2 separate regions of the Danio rerio genome follow, and region 1 is linked to region 2. A link is a contact called in public Hi-C data. All regions are on one chromosome and are shown on one strand. The core of a region is the stretch at or near the end of the contact, and the rest is flanking DNA. Distances in the headings are between cores, read along the strand shown. Region 1 has its middle 20 kb from the start of tmem229a. Region 2 holds the start of gpr37b (G protein-coupled receptor 37b).

The links. Hi-C and Micro-C count contacts between places; a contact is called where the count stands out from the background.
Region 1: a contact with region 2 is called in a Hi-C map of embryo, with 2.5 times the contacts expected there. The contact joins the enhancer-like site here to the promoter of gpr37b in region 2. A contact is called at or near these places in 2 of 18 Hi-C or Micro-C datasets (embryo and skeletal muscle).

Annotation. Positions count from the first base shown.
Region 1 is chr4:4,391,153-4,398,574 of GRCz12tu, reverse strand. It overlaps a transcript of waslb not described here. Among named protein-coding and RNA genes, the nearest start is that of tmem229a, 20 kb to the left of the region's middle. Within about 2 kb of position 1,379, at least 3 of the 62 cell types and tissues checked have an H3K27ac peak or open chromatin away from gene starts, as enhancers often do.
Region 2 is chr4:4,334,522-4,341,021 of GRCz12tu, reverse strand. gpr37b (G protein-coupled receptor 37b) reads right to left here and starts at 2,701. Exons shown (of 2, transcript NM_001144049.1): 1 at 1,650-2,701. The coding sequence starts at 2,654.

The sequences.
Region 1 (7,422 bases), core at 130-2,629, 59 kb before region 2:
TGCTAATATACAGCCATAGCACACTGCTACTCATGTGATATTGCGTTTATACAACAGTTCGACGGCACAATCTTGTACATAAAAAAGAAAATCAAACACAGAGAGTTTAAAACCGTTTTCTATTAGGAACTACTTTCTTCCGCCATTCATTCACATCTGCAGCTGGCGTCAGAACAGCAGAAGCGTTACTAATTCACCAGTGTCACTTTATAGCTAGTATTTGAATGATTCTCTATAGCGTAATTTGAAGCAGCGCTTCTGGTGTGTGACCCCCTTAAGGTGATGACAAAACAGCAAATTTTGCCCACATTTTAAGGCTGAACGTGGCATGAAATGTCATCCGTCTAAAGAGATTCCTCACCAGACTGCTGTTGTGTTTGCGATAAGGAGGGACGAGGCTGAATCCAGCTTCTTATTCACAGCTTCTTATTGACTCTATGTATGTTTGTATACAACAAAAATATACAATCTATTTTGTAAATATGAAATTTAATTTATTGATTGGATAAATCACGATTAATTGTTTGACATCACTAATATTATATTATATAATATTATATAATATTATATTATATTTATTATATTATATTATATTATATTATATTATATTATATTATATTATATTATATTTTATTATATTATATTATATTATATTATATTATATTATATTATATTATATTATGTTATATTATATTTATTATATTATATTATATTATATTATATTATATTATATTATATTATATTATATTATATTATATTATATTTATTATATTATATTTATTATATTAAATTATATTTATTATATTATATGATATTATATTATATTATTTTATATTATATTATATTTATTATATTATATTATATTATATTATATTATATTATATTATATTATATTATATTATATTATATTATATCATATTATATTATATTATGTTATATTATATTATATTTATTATATTATATTATATTATATTATATTATATTATATTATATTATATTATATTATATTATATCATATTATATCATATTATATTATATTATATTATATTATATTATATTATATTATATTATATTATATTTATTATATTATATTATATTATATTGTATCATATTATATTATATTATATTATATTATATTATATTATATTATATTATATTATATTATATTATATTATATTTTGTCAAGACTCTTAACTAAATACATAAAGCATTAATCTGCAGACTGACCTTTGCTTGTTCTCTAATGAAATCACCCATGCAAAAAAAAAAAAAAAAGGAAAAAAAGAAAAAAGAAAAGAAAAGCATGGCAGAGTTCCTCTCCATTGATGCCCCCGAGGATACTGGGTAAACTGTGACCCACTGACACACATCTACGCCCTCTGAACATCCATCTGCTTCTGAGGCTCCGCTGGAGACAGTAATGCCACAGTTGCAGCCTCTCCAGATCGCAGCAGGACGAACTGTGTGTGTGTGTGTTTTTCTATATGTGTGTGTGTGTGTGTGAGGATGCATCGCTCAACTAGCTTAATATTTACTCTGCCCGTCTGCATGAATTATTCAGCCTCACACACACACTGTCTGCTTCCATGCTGTCACTGTTCCCCAATGTCACATAGCGGGAGCTGCGAACATTCAGACGCAAATGAAAACAGCTTCCTCTGGCAGACTAGTACTGACTGCTAACTTTAACATGCCTGCGCTCTCTTCACAGCAGGGGGAACATGTGTGCGTCTCTAAATGGGTCATGCAATAGAAAAAACAAGTCTTGAGAGTTTGATGCAGAGATGCTCATTATTTAAAGCCTTAAAGGTGCAATTGCAAAAAAATAGACAGAGAAAAGACTGAAAATGATGACCAAACACTAAATTATGAATAGACTTAAAAGGACAGTTCACTACAAATCAAAACAATTACTCTCTATTTACTCACCCGTAAGTGTTTAGAACGCATTATGAGTTGCTTTCTTCTGATAAACACTAAAGAAGATGTTTTGAAGAATGTTGAAAACCTGTAACCATCGACTTCCACACTAACCTGATTTCACCAAATAGGACATGTTGCTGGATGAACATTTATGTTGATCCTGGAACAACCTGCCAATCAGCCAATCAGAATTAAGGGATTATGTTAAGTTTAGGCTTATGGTAGGTTTTGTACACTTCTACATGATTGTTATCCAACTATTCCCCTCTGATTTGGGAATAATTTACAGTTATGTTTGGGATTAGGGGTAGGGAATAGGTATGGATTACATTTTCGAATAAAAATGATGTTCTAGGATCAACATAGATGTTAATCCAGGATCACATCTTGGTAAAATCATGACGTGCTGTAGAAAAAAAGAAATACTGTGGAAGTCAATGGTTACAGGTTTCCAACACTTTTCAAAAAGCTTTCTTTTGTGTTCAACAGAGGAAAGAATCTTGGTTTGTAACAAGTAAAGTTTGAACAGTAAATAACATAGTAAATTATGTAAGTAAATGGTTCATTTTTGGATATCCTATCCTATGGAGTCAATCTAGGGCCATATATACTAGCAAAAAAAAAAATGTTTTGCAAACAAAAAATAAAGTAATGAGAAAAAATAACTAAATAAATGCAAATCTTCAAAAATCGGTAAGCAAAAACTAATTTTTGAGAAATAAAAATTTATTTTGATAACAAAAATAAAGAACTGCAATGGGAAAATTAAGTTTTGAGAAATAAAAATGAAAATTTTAAACAAAAAAAGAAGTACAAAAAATAATACAGTGCAAAAAAGTGCAAATACAGTGCAAAATAAATAAATAAATAAATAAACCTAAAATATTTGCAATAAAAAACAGATATATATTTATTAAAATAATATTTTAGACATCGAATATCTTTAGAAATAGAAAGATAATACAAATAAATTCAAGTAAATTTCATATATATAAATATATATATTGAAAAAAAAACTAAGAAAATGAAAAATATACAATTTCAACTAAATTTTACACTGTTAACAATTTTGTAGATTACACAGTATTTAACTGTAATATGAACTGTATTTTACTGTTGGTAAGACAGTTATCCAGTATGTTACTGTGTGTTAAAGTTGAATTATGAAAATTACTATATCATTTACAGTAAATATATACATAACTTTCTGTAAATACATATACAGCAAGATAAATGGTGCTGTAAATGTAAATACAGTATTTTTGCTTTAATTTATTTACATATACAAATACATTATATTTTTATATATATATGGATTTTTCCTATCTTTTAAATTTTTGTTTATTTTTTCCCCTAACATATAAATTTGGGGTACTATCATTTTTTAACCATTATCGTATGTTATTTTGCTAGATGAGCTCCAGATTTTGATCTAATGTATATGCACAAACATATTATTACTATAGAAACTATTAGTACTATAGAAAATATAAATCTTAAAATAGAGATTTGTGAGGGGTGTAACATGAATATATTCATCTCTGCAACATGAAAAAAAATGAATTTTTATGCAAAAGTGAAATTTTAAGCAAGTCAAATTAATTTATTTGAACAATAACGTAACTATTAATAACAAAAAAGTATGTAAACGGTTTTTGTACAAGAATCAGCTTAAAAGTAGATTTCGTTGAGCAATATTAACATTATACCTCAAGCACAGTAATGATGTTACTTGTAGTTTCATTGGTTAAACAATCTGTTTCCCCCTTACAAACTCTTGCCAAAAAATTCCTGCAGTAGCAGAAATATTCAAGCCAATTATAAACCAAAATATGAGCCAGAGCTGCTCTCATTATCTTAGATTATCACCGACTATGAATATGCAGTGCCCGGTGCATAAATAATGCAAATATGTGGCTGTGGAGAGAATTGATTGGAACTAATTGATTAATGAGTGGCGCTAATCTTAGAAAATGTGCTGTCAATCAATGGGGTTTTTAACGGCACATTCACAACCGCTGCCAAAACACGATCCCGATCTCTGACCTGCTTTTTTTCCAGACCAACATCAGCACGAAATAACATCTGAAAGAAACCCGGAGTATATCTGAATAGGTGCCAGACATGCGCATGGAGATCATCGTCATATCGGATCAGACTAATAAAAGTAACAGGCTTTATGCCAGATGATGTATGATGGTTTATACACAGACAGACACTCACCTAATTCATGCTCTCTCTGGCTCTCAAACACACACAGACGGCTGCTCTCTCCGCATAACTACAGAGACGGAAAAGGAAAATAGATTTTAGAGCTGAACTAAAGTGGCATGAAGGATATTTGCCACAGAATAAAAGATTAACTGGAGCGCTATCTTCACCCTCTCCTGAAGTTTGTAATGTAATGGGCAGCACAAATGTCTTGATACCTCAGGCTGTTGATGTTGCCATCCACTCTGCAGATCTCTCGCATGCCTCCATACTCAATGTAACCCCAAACCATGATGTCTCCTTCACCAAACGTACTGTAGTTGTTTTGGTATGAATTCAAAGCAAGTCTTCGTACATGAGGCCAAAGACCTCCAGGAATGAGTTTGGGACACCCGTGGTGTAGACAAATGTATATTTGTGTATTCTTTATAAAAACTATTATTAAAACAGCATTGGCACCTTCATATGAATGAATGTCTTAATAACCACTCACAACTACGAAAAAGGAATAAAAAAAAAAACTATTACTACTATAACTTGACTGATTTCTGTGAGAATCTTGGGTTGGTTCAGTAGTCTTGTGCAGTGTGATGATTGAGATACAGTTCAACATTTAATTCATTAGAAAAACCGACCTTCTGACACTTTTCCAAATGATCAACTAGTAGTCAAGATAATATTTGTTGCTCTTACAACTGAGATCGATGACAAGACTTTTGTCAGGTAGTATACAGTAACATACCGCATCACAGGTAAATACGATGTAATTTACAAAAAGCGTTAACAGTGAGCTGGACTTTGAGGAGACTCTGGGACGACTTGTGGCTCCCTCCTCATCCTTCGTTGTGGCGCCCAATGTGAGTTCGCGCATTTTTTTTTTTTGTGTGTGTGTGTGTGTTTGTTTTATTTACATTGGCGACTCCTAGAGGCAGTTGTGTTAAACTGCAAACTACAAACTATCTTTAAGCAATGCCAGCTGTTTGGGACGGGATCATCCGTATGTCTAGCAGGTATAAGATTTCCATACCATGCAGTTGACCGGCCAAACATTAAAGCGCAACTTGCAGCGATCGCCGGTTTTCCCAATGTCCTCGGAGCGATCGACTGCACACACATTGCTATAAAGGCGCCATCTGAAGACGAATTTGCATAGGCTACGTGAATCTGAAACATTTCCATTCAATAAATGTGCAAATATTGTGATGTTCAATTGTGCTTAACATAATACACACACTTATTAATGATTCCTATGTGTCTTCCTCGTGATGAAGAGTAGAAAAAATCTGATATGTATCGGGGGACGCTATGTGACGCTGGATTCAAACCGGGATCATGAATGATAGTGTCAAAACATGTTGCCATGCGCTTTACGAGCCACACCCCTTGCGCTGCTGATGTCCAATGAGGTGTGCCACTTCAGGTGTGCGCTGTTCAGACCCGACTGCGTTAACCACGTCAGCTCTCCTACTCTATGTTTTTTGTTATTAATTCTGGAGGACAAACTTGCAAATAACACCATATTTCTCCGGTATTTCCTCCGATAGGATGACCTCCAAATCACATTCTGTTCAAAGTTTCTCTTCTGGCGTGCTTTTGCCATTGCTTTTTCGCTTGGTTTTGCCAAAGTAGAGTCATTAGCATATTTATTAGGGGGAGGAGGCAGGGAGGAGTTTTGTGCTCGTGCACGTGCGCTCAGTTTCACGCTAGTTTGGTTGTACAAAGAGAATATGTGTGGGAATCGGCGTACGCAGTACGCAGTTTCATACATCTGAAATTTTTTCTGCGTACACACATTTACAGCTTTGTGCGTAAACTGAAAAAAAATATTCAAAGATGATTCCTTGGATTTACTCAATTTATTTACGTTAAGAGGTTGTAAACAATTTATTTGGGCTGAATTTAAACAAACAAATTAAGTTGAACATTACTAAACTTAATTTGTTTGTTTAAATTCAACACAAACAAATTGTTTGCAACAGTTCTGCATGCAACACTTTTTTCAGTGTACGCAATGTTTTGGTATGAATTCAAAGCAAGTCTTCGTACATGAGGCCCCAGACCTCCAGGACTGAGTTTGGGACACCCGTGGTGTAGACAAATGAATATTTGTGTATTCTTTATAAAAACTATTATTAAAACAACATTGGCACCTTCGTATGAATGAATGTCTTAATAACCACTCACAACTACTAAAAAGGAATAAAAAAATGGGAATTAATAAGTAAAATTTGATGTATTTATTAAATAAATGTTTACTTGTGTGACGAATTTAATTGGAAAGACATGACAGTTTTGTATAGTTCAATATTTCACTCATTAATATTTCAAAAATGATCCAAATCATTTATTTTTAACATGTTTCTATGACATAAATACACTGAAAAAAGTGTTGCATGCAGAACTGTTGCAAATAATTTATTTGTGTTGAATTTAAACAAACAAATTAAGTTTAATAATGTACAACTTACTTTATTTGTTTAAATTCAACACAAATAAATTATTTACAACCACTTAACGTAAACAAATTGAGTAAATCCAAGGAATCATCTCTGAATAATTTTTTCAGTGTACTTAAAAATATGTAATACTGTATTTACTTTACATTACAGCAACTATTGATTGATTTATTTAGCTTGAGATTTAACAGAAAAAAACGAATAGTCACAAACAAAAAACCTTTGTATGCAAAAACAAACCTTTACGGTCCATTTACTGCAATCAACATATAATCCGAGTTTTTCTTTGGACATTAGGGTGAAATATGACTCAGACAACAATTTCCACTTAATATAACTGGGGTCTGATGGCCTTGCAGAAAACATTTAGTGGCACACACACACACAACCACACACACACACACACACACACACACATAAAGATGAATCATCTCAGTGGGCGACTACAGCTCATCCTCCCCCATCAAGAGCTCTTGTTTTCCATGTTTATTTATCTTCATTGTCTCTGTATTTCCTGTTTTTTTTCATTCTCTTTTCTCTGTCCTCGTTTAAAACTGGTCATATATTGTTGCACCATGACAACCGCATATTCCCCCTGGTTCACCCGGCAACAAGCATCTCTGCAGGTGATTCTGCTCACAGTCTCTGCTTATTACAGCTGAATCCCCTGAAGTGCCTTGAAACATGTAGCTTTGTTTGATATCAGGGCGGGGCATATTATGTAGCCCCTCCCCATTTAAGAAAACAACCAATAGCATTTTGTTTAGATCACAGTTCTGCCACTAAGAGGGTTTAATTGAAATATCATCAGGCTCATGACATCCACAGTCTA
Region 2 (6,500 bases), core at 1,452-3,951:
ATATATTTGGACAGTTTAGTTGTTGCAAATGCATAACGTTGTAATTATTAAAAAAATGTCTGTAGTTAATCCCTAATTGTCGTGAAAATAATGCTACAAAGCACTGTAATACAGAAAAACACAATTAAATCAGGCTTTTAGGCATTTTTCTTAATGCATATGCTTCATCTCTTGTGATCTGGATATATTCTGACACTAAAGAAGGGTGATGTTTCGTTGTTGCAAATGCATAACATTGTAATATTCAAATTTGTATGGTCAATGCCTAATTGCCATGCAAATAATGTTGCAAAGCAATGCAATAAAGCAAAAAAAAACATTTAATTAAATACAATTAAAGCAGGCTTTATGCATTTTTCTAAATGCAAACACATCTTGTCTTGTTGATTTTCTGAGGGAAATGTAATCTGGATATATCTGTACCATATAATGGCGATGTTTGATTGTTGCAAATTAATAACATTGTAATAATGTAAATGTCTGTAGTCAATCCCTAATTTTCATGAAAACAATTCAGAAAAATACAATTCAATCAGGTTCAGGCATTTTTCCTAATGCATTCCTGTTGATTTTTTGTTTTTAGTTTTTTGTTTTGGAGGGTGGGGGACACTAAAGGAGAGTGATGTTTGGTTTATGCAAATGCATAACATTATAATTATGAACGTTTTTGTGGTGAGTGTCTAATAGTCATGAAAATAATGCTGCAAGGCAATGCAACAACAACAAAAAAAAAGAAAAACAAATCCTCAAAGCATAACTTTTTTAGTTTTTGTCATGAAATGTGATCTGCATATGTGTTTGTGTGAGATGCAACAGGACAAGATTTCCATCCACGATTACTCTGACACTAAAGCGGCGCAGTGTTTGGTTGTAAAGTGAGCTCTGCTGAAACTGGGTGTGGTGGATGGCAGCGGGGTGCCTGCAGATTTCATGTCAAGTGAACGGTTATGGTTGCACCGTACAGTATGTGACGGCAGTGGGACAGAGGTCAGAGCAGACTGCCAGTGCAGGTGTCCTGAGGGCAGGGTGGATGCTCTTTTGCATGCAGGGAGCACTGACGGCTCTCCAAAAGAGACAGAATTACCCACCATGCCATGGTTTCGATACCTCACCCTTCAGTGCAAGAAACGCAAATTCTCCTGAATGCATTAGTGCATGAAATAGTAGAACTAGAAAAGAAGATATTTTGAAGAATGCTCTGATATAATGTTCCTGTTTCTTATCCATTTGTGATGCATTTTTAATTTATGTTGTGCAATTGTACACAACATGAATAGATATATCTTGTAATTAGGCATTCATAAATCTATAAGTGGACTGATCTGTCATGCTGATTTTAAGCTATTTGAATAAATGCATTATGTAAATAGTATTATTTATTTATTTTAAGAGTGCAGACATGCCACCTGTTTCCTACCGGATTTATTGTATGCATTAGTCTATGTTAAAACCGAATTCAAATGCATATAATTTTATATGTAGAAATTATAAACAATAAATAGTTAATAATATATTTAATAATATATTATGTTTATTAAACTCTATGCATCCCACAAGAGAACTTTTATATGCTTAAAGATGTTTAAAAAGTATTGATGCTTGCAACACAAACATTAAACCCTGATATGAGTGAATATGGATTCCTTTACCTCGATATATGGTACGACTTTACAGGTGAACTGGCCCAGCAGCCAAGTCTTTGTGAGTTGGTGAAACACCACGAGGGGCAGGCAAAACAAGAGCAGTGCAAAGTCCCAGATGGCGAGGTTGGCCAGAAGAGCATTGGAGATACTCCTCATGTAGTAGTTATGGCACACAACACACATTATTGCTATGTTCCCGGTTATTCCCACCGCAAAAATAAGCACGGAGATGATGGTGATTGCATACGCCCCGTATGTTTCGCTTGTGACCGGGTAGAAAGGATTGGGGAAGAAGATGCTCTCCTCATCCTCAGCATACGGAGGGGTCATTGGTGTGGCGTCCCATGGGTCGTCTAAGGGTTTGGTGTGGAATTCAGTGAGATCGAATGGGAAGTCGGTGGAGGTGAGAGCTTGGGGTTTGGGAAGCGGTTCCCACATGGTTAAAGAGGATGTCAGGGCGTTATAATAAGTTTCGACTGGTGTCAGCGGGGGAGCGCTTTTATTCGGGCCCCTTTTCGAGCTCTTGAAGGTTTTCTTGTGGTGCTCCTTTGTGCCTCTTTTGCGTCTGTGGTTTCTCTCTCGCTTGCTCATTGAATACGGCTTAGAGTTATTGTGTCCAGCGACTGTTCCCATGGTAGCGGGCATCTCACCATTCAACTTTTTCCTTTTATGCCGCCGCAAGCGCTTCTGTGGGTTCGAGCCACTCACCGTGACCGCGTGTGTTCTGTTGGACAGCAGATGTCTGTATCCATACTGTTTGCTCTCCAGAAGCAGCCAGAGATGCGAAGACAAGTTGCTGTTGTCTCCTGAAGTCTGTCTGATAGTGTCAAAGGCAGGTGTACCCGCGGCTTGATGCCTCGCAGGGTGTGTGGCGCTGGCTTTTGCATCGTGAAGGCTCCTAAGAGTAACGTTGGCCGTCTCTTTGGTGTGTGCGTTACGGTTTCCCCCGCGCAGCAAAACATGTGGGCATCCCGCAACGAAAAAGATCGTCCTCAAAAGCAGCATCTGCATCTTCAACGGGTCCGTGTGCACTCTATAACACTCGAATGCGGGATATTCTTTCACATTGTCGGAGGGGAAAAGTTCGCACGTGAACGATCAGTGGGAGCTAATTAAATCCATGCAGTCGACTTTTCCTGTTACACATCCACACGGATGCAAACCCTCCTCGGCTAGATTCTCTCTTTGCGTTCCTCGTCCTTAAAGTGCCTTATTTTCACATGCACGCGACATTACATGAAAGCGCTAGTTGCGTTTGTGCTTCTGAAGCGCACTGCATCCCAGCCAGCTGCAGGAGTCGGTCGCATCCCGCGTTATGTTGGGCGCGGCAACCTGTGCTCGTCCTGCGCCTCTGCCGTGCGTGGAGTCCCGGGGACGCGCTCCGTGGCGCGAGCGGGCGGGCGGGGATCTGCTGCTGCTAATGCTGAAGAAAATGGACGGACTCTCTCCTGGCGGATAACCTTGTTCTGTCAAGCCGGATCCATCAGCATCAGCGCCTTGGACCACCGCAGCTGGAGGCGACCCCGCCCCGCCCGTGCGTAGTACATTCATTACCATGCGTAATTACGCATGTCAACAGAATCATAATCCGATCAGTCATGAGTGTAACACGGGCTTATGCGAGTTCAAATATAACCTAATGTCACAGTGGAAATGTGAAACTGCTTATATTGCGCAAATATGACTGGACACAGGCTGCAGTATTAAATCGCGCAATTAACATTTTCTGCAACATATGTGTGCATATTGCACATATGCATTAAGCAGTCATACAATAAATACTTGTAATTAACGTATCAATAGAAAACGTGAATTTTAGCACTGTAAAAAATTGGTTAATTGCAATTAAAAATATAAATAAAATTCTGTATTTGCATAATGTATACACAGTGTACTCAAAAAATACTAAATAAAATTATATATATATATATATATATAGTATTAGATATAACAAAATAAATATGCATAATATGCAAACACATAAACAAAAGCTTTATTTATTTATTATTATTATTTTGATATAATTGATAATAGAATTTATAATATTTATATAATAGCAGTAGAATTTATATGTTATTTTTGCTTGTTTTTGTCCCATATGTTAGTTTATATAATAACTAAATAAATAAAACTGATCTGCCATAATTAAAACAAATATCATTTGATGCCATTTACTTATCAAAATACTCTATTTGAGACGAAGAACCAAAATACTAATCATTTTAAATATTTATACTTCACCACCACTTTGACAATAATCAGCAATCAATGTAATGTATGATCAAATTCAGTATGATCATATATTCTTTTACATAATACAGTAAGTCCACGTACAATAAGTCTGTAATTTAATAATTACACAGAACAATACTTCACCAACATTCTTGAGATTAAAAGCTAGTTAATACTTTAATATTTTAATTTACTCTCTGCGTAGGCCTATAATATTTATATAATACATCATATAATATTATAGTTTTAAATGACATTTAACAATTTCAGTAAATATTTTAGTATTTTTAGCAAAAAAAAAAAAAAAACACAATTATTTACTTATAAATATTCAGAAGCCTAAGTGCAGTAAACATTGTTATCTATAGTATTTCTCATGTGCATTGACGTCCGACATCCTGAACGTATAAAGTGTCCACTTTTTGGGTCAACAACATCACTAAAGCAGATTACTTTTACTTCAGAGAACTCTTTAGAGCATTGGTATGTCGAACAGGTTTTCCTTGCCTGTAGCAATGCCACAACAGAGTAAAGTATTTTGAGCGGAAGGGCAAGAGCAGACTTGCTTCAGGTTTGTTTCCTGCTGGACAGAAACTTGGGCTCAGAGGCGAACTTTTGCAAACAGCCAAGAGCCTTTCACTGCCTTGCATAACATCAGCGATTATGTGGAAACCTTCCTTATTTAGCACAGACATGCTTTAGTTTCTTTGTTCTGCCTGGTCCAAAGTTTTGCCTCTAAGTCCTGCTGGTCATTCAGAGTTTAGCAGTGTAAAACGGAAGCCAGGCGCAGAACACAAGTTGGCACAGACTTTGCTAGTAGTGAAACTTTGTTGCCAGATATAAGCATGGAGTTCAGCTGCTTAATATCAACGTTAATACAAAATTAAAGGCTGATGGAAACATTTTTTGTGATTTGGAATTTTTAAAATGGTTTTTGCGTTTGGACCGGATGTTTACATGCAGTTGAAATCAGAATTATTAGCTTGCCAGTATATTCATTCATTTTTATTTTGCTAGTCTTTATTTCAGAAGTGGCCACAGCATAATGAACCACCAACTATTCTGGCATATGTTTTACAAAGCGGATGCCTTTCCAGCTACTGGGAAACACCCATACACTCTCATTAATACTCACACTCATACACTATGACCAGTTTAGTTCATCCAATTCTATAGCCTATGTCTTTAGACTGTGGGGGAAACTGGAGCACCCGGAGGAAACCCACGCTAACACAAGGAGACAGTATTGCAATATAATTTGAGCATGTACTTTCTCTACTACTTTTCAATTTTTTTTTCTTCAAAAGCATTTTGTAGGAATTGCAACTCAAATTCATTTACTCCTGTCACTATTTCATTTCAGAAACTCCATCTTCTTTCCATATATGATATTAAAATTTTTCAATTCAAATGAAGGCAACATGACAGATCATTTCAGAAGTAAATTGACAGGTTCATTGTTATTTTACTTGTCAGTTTTCAAGTTTTCATTTTCCCAAAGGTTATACAAGTACAGCACAATACTCGATTAGATTTAGGGGTATTACATTATAAAATGATTGATCCCATATAACATTTTTTTTTCCTCTAACAGGTTTTAAGAGATGCATAAGAAATCACTTTATTGTTGTTTTGTAATTTTGCAAGAATTTTATTGTATTGTATGATTTCTAATTATGGTTGTGTGTATGTGATTTTGTAATGCTATCTGTGTGTATTATTACTCACTTGGAATTGGAATTTAGCATTTCGTCCCTTTGGAATTATAAGGTTCTTTCTGCGTTCTGAATGATTTAAAGATATTGAGCTTCAAAGTTTTTGCATTCCATATAGCAAACAGTATGTTTGTAACATTTGTTTATTTAAATAAAAGGTCTTAAAATGTAAATAACTTATTAAAAACATCCCATAATGTAAATAAGTTGTAATTTAATACTATTTTAATACTCAATTTTGACAAAAACGTCAGATAGAACCTTATAATAAGGTGTCGATTTGTTGAATGGAATTGTTTTTGTTATTATAATTTAGGTAGAGGCTCTAAATAAGCATTTTGGGCTTTTTGCCTCTTCCTGCACATTTTGGCTTTATATATATATATATATATATATATATATATATATATATATATATATATATATATATATATATATATATATATATATATATATATATATATACATACATTTGTATTCTTCTGCAAATAAAGAAAATAAAAAATAAAAACATGCAAACTCCACACAGAAATGCCAACTGGCCCGGCCGGGACTTGATGTGAGTGCTGAGCCACTGCATCGCACCGTTTAGTTTAGTTTAGTTTATTTGTTTACAGGGTCAATGCACATTAATAAACATTACTGTAAAATGTGCCAGAATTAGCCAAGAATGGCTATTTTTCATCTGTAGACCCCTTACAGAATGTTAAAAAGTCACACCTAAAATATTAGGTTGACCTTAAAAGGGTTTAAAAAAATGGCTTTTATTCTAGCCAAAATAAAACAAATAAGACTTTCTCCAGAAGACAAAATATTTTAGGAAGTACTGTGAAAATTTTCTTGCTCTGTTAAACATCATTTGGGGAATCTGAAAAATAAAAAACAAATCTAATGATTCTAACTTTAACTT